Linked DNA regions of Bombyx mori: region 1 is linked to region 2. The links are chromatin contacts, called in public Hi-C maps. All regions are on one chromosome and are shown on one strand. Each heading gives the region's core, a stretch centred on a gene start, on an enhancer-like site or on the middle of the called end of the contact. The rest is flanking DNA. Distances are from core to core; before and after follow the strand shown. Region 1 has its middle 8.7 kb from the start of LOC101736839. Region 2 has its middle 44 kb from the start of LOC101736839.

Region 1 (2,700 bases), core at 160-2,659, 53 kb after region 2:
AAGGGCTCGACGAGTAAATTAACTCTCAGACACAGCCCACTGAGTTTCTCGCCGCATCTTCTCAGTGGGTCGCGTTTCCGATCCGGTGGTAGATTCTGCGAAGCACGGCTCTTGCTAGGGTTCGTGTTAGCAACGTCATCAGGTTTGAGCCTCGTGAGTTCATCTACTAGTTAGGGTTACGCTGGAATAGCCTCTCAAGGCTATCAAATCGAAACACAAACGAACGCTCAAACAAAAACAAAAACCGGGACATTAAAGAGCTCGCCGGCTTTATCGTGCGTTCCGCGACATGTGTAAAAAGGAAGCTAAAAATAAAAAGAAAAACGCGCCTGCTGGCCAAAGCAGATAATGTCAATTAAGCAAGATGTATGGTCTATTTCGTAAACTAACCGAACACCACGGTTTCTTTGCGACCTTCACAATATAAGGCCGCTACCTGCGATTTATATGTTTAGATATGAAAGTAGAGGAAAATTGTGTCTTGGTAATTTTCCAGGTGACATAAAAATAATATATTTTTATCTATTTTTTTTTTATCGCCATTCGTTTCTCGATCTATTAAACTACATGTTTTATCCAGGATATCGAGAGAGGAATCTACACAGTTGATTAGCGACTTCGTTTTAATGTCTACTAGAGGTCCCGCAGTAGTCGAAATTCGACTATAATTAATTGGAATTGTAAGTTTGTACACTATTATGATTGTATTTTATACTTCTATAATCAAAAATTTCGCCAAGACTACACTATAAAAAATATAACTAAAGACAAACAATATTGAATCTATTCTCAATTTGACAACAGACGTCAAGAACAAAAGTTTGACAATAAATAGTGTGCATGCGTGTGTGCGTCAAATACATGGTATGTAGTGTGTGTAATGTTTTCTTTATTGATTTAATGTATCTTTTATGCATTATTTAAAAAAAAAAAATAGGCATTGTGCACTTCTTCTCTATATTCTCTATAAGTGTAGAAAATTTCATACTCCTCCGTCCGCGCGATTTTCGTAAAAAGGGATACAAAGTTTTTGCTTCACGTATTAATATATAGATTGGCTATGATAACTATTTCAGCTTAAGCCTGCAAGCTCTTATACTCAGTTTTAATGGGGAGAATTTAACGAGTCTCCAATGAACAATAAAGTTTTTGTCAAGTTCCCGCTAAAAAGTCAATTTTATTCTTGCCATAGAACATTTATAATGCAAACGTACTAGATGTACTTGTGGCGACTGCAAATGTTCACCGACAGACTATGGGCAGCATTAACATTAACCAAAATTAAAAACACTTGACAAAGACACTTTGTTTCTAAACAAAAAACCCGCCAAAATTAAAAGCAGTTGACCACAGACTATAATACTGTGTTAGTTAATGCTGCCATAGTCTGTAGGTAAATATTTCTAGTCGAAATTTAACACCGAATATGGTAGTAATAACCGATCGTGGGGCGTTGTATGAGTCCACACGAGTAGGTATCGTCACCCTGCCTATTTCTGCCGTGAAGCCGTAATGCGTTTCGGTTTAAAGGGTGCGGAAGCCGTTGTATTGTTAAAACCGATTGTGAAAACTGAGACCATACAACTGATGTCTCAAGGTGGGTGGCGGAATTTACGTTGTAGATTTCTATAGGCTCCAGTAACCACTTAACACCGGGTGGGGCTTGAGCTCGACCACCACCTAAGTAATAAAAAAATCGTATTTCTTGCTGTAAGCGATAATTTCCTCTTTCACTGTGAGAATATTTAGGTCAGTTTGATATTGTTGCTTATGTAATGCGGTATTCTTAGCATTGTTCTTATAGTTGTATTTTTTAAACCTTTCAAGGATCTCGACATGGTTAATGCTGGCCATTCCCCAAAGCTGTAACTTATTAAATGGTATTATTAGATGGTATAAAAATTATTAAATGGTATAGAAATTAAATCCTACAATAAAAGATGAAGATGTCACTGGACATCTAACTGTGTTCATATCATTATTAAGATTAAAATCAGCTAAAGGAATAGCTCATTGTTAACTGAAACAGATCGCTACGTGACGCTTACTGGTGGTAATACCTCTTGTAAGTCCGCACGGGTAGGTACCACCACCCTGCCTATTTCTGCCGTGAAGCAGTAATGCGTTTAGGTTTGAAGGGTGGGGCAGCTGTTGTAACTATACTGAGACCTTAGAACTTATATCTCAAGGTGGGTAGCGCATTTACGTTGTAGATGTCTATGGGCTTCAGTAACCACTTAACACCAGGTGGGTTATGAGCTCGTCCATACATCTAAGCAATAAAAAATTAAAAATAGAAAATAATAATACTAATTAATAACTGTATATTTTCTTATCGAGATTGAGCGAACGGGCTCTTTCCAATTTTCCTATTAAATAAAGTTTTAACCATCCTCCGGTATCGACGGGAAGTACCTACACACTAACGATTTTATGGCCCGTTAATAATGAAGTCATAAAATTAATTACATTTTTATTATTGCGGACCGTTAAAACGGGTCGTTAATAACTTTAAAGACTGTCGTCTCTTTAGACTTTATTTTACAGCGTTAGTTTAACCATTTCGTGGTTTATTAATAAACTTAAGGGATTGATTGGTTAAGTTGGTCTCCGATTGAGATTGTCTCGTGAGAGCTTCGAACCGGGTAATTGAGGAGATTGGGAACTGGTATTTTCTCGGTCTAAAGCCCGCAGATGATG
Region 2 (2,700 bases), core at 82-2,581:
GTTTTCCATACAATTTGTCTACAAGTGACACAGTCGTATTCACTATACTAATTAATTCTTCACTGTTCACTTCTAATCATTCATGTGACTTGCAAATTTGTCTATCTATGCGAATACTCATTAACAAATGGGACGATGTATCTGACGTATACTGTTTTTGCCGACTAAAATAAATGTTAGGCTAGTATTTTACGCTTTTTTAACTGATTGTAAGGTATCCATTGCTGAAATTGAAGACAGACCACACTCAATCTCTCCGTACCATGCCCAAGATCCCGCGGTAGACCCAATTAACGCTGGTTGGATGTGGTAAAGGCGGATATGGAGGAGAATAACCTCACCCAGAAGGATTTTCAGACCGGGCAAAGTGGGGGAGTTCAAGTAGGAAAGCGGACCCTTGCACTAGACCGGAAAAACGCTTAGAAGAAGAAGAAGAAAAGTCTTACGCTGTAATATAAAGCAATGTTTTAAAAGTTTGCGTCCATCACCTATTTACGCTTTCGTTGGTATGCTCAGGGAATCTGTTAAATAATTAAGTAAGCCATTAAGGTCTCGTTGGTCTAATTACTAGCGATCCTTAGTCCTTAGATTATTAGTCTGTTATATTTTTGTTTGTTCAGGATCGGGGATATACATGCCCTTGTCTCGGGTTTCTGATGTGAATCTTCTATCTTCTGGTGTCTTCTTTATTACTGAGGTACCTGATTTTCCCTCACGAGAGATTAATTTCTCTTTAACGATGCTCCTCCATCTGTGTCTGTTCTTGGCATCACGGGTAGCTTCATGTCGAAAACTCAGCGATTTTGATCAGACCATCTGATTGGGCTACGGCCTCTTGGTCCCACGTAACGCAGAACAAAGCTAGGCTTAAAGATTTAGAATGGGGAACCTTTAGAAAACTAAGAACAGCTGAGCAAATCCATGTTGTTAATTTAAATAAACACTGTGTTATTATTATCTCATTTCAGATTAACATCACGCCATCTGCTTCAGGGTTAGAGATACATGAAAAACCAGATCCCTAATTAGGATTTCAATCAGAAATTTTAAAAGAAGAAAAAAAAGTAACGTTTTTAGAAAAAAAAAACGAATAACATTTGAAATGCTTGACAAAAAGTTGTGAGCTTATGATACACGAAATTCGCCTGTAAAGCTTAGGTTTAAAGCATATCTTCGCTTGAAAAACCTTATCGAGCTCCATCTTTATTTCACTGATAATGCCTTAAGCACCAAAATCGATTTTATAGGATATTGGCATTTAAAAACTCTACAGCTAAGGCGGCATTCCCATGATCTTCAAACGTCATTGAGTATTTTATGTCAATAACAGAAAATGGGTGGCCATTTTCTCTTCATTGAAGAGGTACTGTTAGGACCGGTGATGTATACATCCTTTTTTGTTTAGGGTTCACTTGATTAAAAGTAATCCAATTTTTTATTACTTTGCTCGTATTGAAAGCAGACTACATGTTTGAAAAAGGATATTAGGACTTTTACTGTAATTTTAAAATACACACAGTGGAACAAGGCAGCAACCTTACCTGAAGATCAACCGGCTGACTTTCTTCTTGGACCTTCTGAGTGGGTCGCGATTTCAATCCTGTACTAGATTCACACGCGAAGCAGCTGCTCTTGAGCTGTTAGGTCTCCTTTGAAGGCACTCGGGTAGCTGTTATCAAATTCCATCCCTCCTGGCAGAGCCCTTGCTCGCCCACCTCTCCTGGTGAAACTGGAAAGGCCTCCGGGACACCAGTAATCCCTCAATCATAAAAAATGGTACGAGGCAAATAAAATAACTGGAGACGTACTGTGGTGATTTACATGAGATGTAATTTTTCAGAAATGGCCAGACAGTTTTAGCTCATACCCATACTACCTGGAGCCACTGCGTTCATACACAGTGCGTTTCCAGAGATCTTTTTTGCCACTTACCATCCGGATTTAGAATGAGCTCCCCTCCACGGTGTTTCCGAACGCTATGACTTGTTCTTTTTCAAACGAGGCTTGTGGACAGTATTCAACGGTAGGCAGTGGCTTGTCGCTGCCCCAGGCATTGCTGAAGTCCATGAGTGACGGTAAACACTCACCATCGTGTTTACGAATTACTTTCACGATAAAGAAATGACATTGGTTTTATAAAAAAACACTCATTAACTTTTTTTTACAAGACGTCTTTACGTCATGTGGCCATTATGCTAAATTATAATGATTGCGGGTTTGCTTTTACACCCTTCCACCATGCATACATTATGCAAACTAAAACTATTAAAGGTTTGATTTTTATTACACGATGTTATTTTCATCAGTTAAATACGTATTTCATTAGAAAAATAGGAAACTACCGAGGGAATTCGAGGACCGGCACATTCACATCACTCCATTTGAATGCACCGAGAATCTTGTTATTTAGGCCACAATTACTTCAAATAAATTTATAAATATGTATAAGTTATATTGTATACTAACGACCCGCCCTCGCTTCGCTTCGGAAACTGTAATTTATTATTGATTTCTCCACTATTTCATGGATGTTATTATACATATAAACCTTTTTTTTCAATCACTCTATCTAGTAAAGAAAACCGCTACAAAATCCGTTGCGTAGTTTTAAAGATTTAAGCATACATAGGGATATGGGGATAGAGAAAGCGATTTTGTTTTATACTATGTAGTGATTAGCGGCGCCTATGCTGATACCAT

Evidence for each region. A called contact is a pair of places that touch in the nucleus more often than the background predicts.
Region 1: a contact with region 2 is called in a Hi-C map of midgut, with 1.9 times the contacts expected there. The contact joins two enhancer-like sites. A contact is called at or near these places in 3 of 7 Hi-C or Micro-C datasets (middle silk gland, midgut and posterior silk gland).

What each region holds. Positions count from the first base shown.
Region 1 is chr24:3,766,397-3,769,096 of ASM3026992v2, forward strand. No RefSeq gene overlaps it. Among protein-coding and RNA genes, the nearest start is that of LOC101736839, 8.7 kb to the left of the region's middle. Within about 2 kb of position 1,410, at least 1 of the 8 cell types and tissues checked has open chromatin away from gene starts, as enhancers often do.
Region 2 is chr24:3,713,715-3,716,414 of ASM3026992v2, forward strand. No RefSeq gene overlaps it. Among protein-coding and RNA genes, the nearest start is that of LOC101736839, 44 kb to the right of the region's middle. Within about 2 kb of position 1,332, at least 2 of the 8 cell types and tissues checked have open chromatin away from gene starts, as enhancers often do.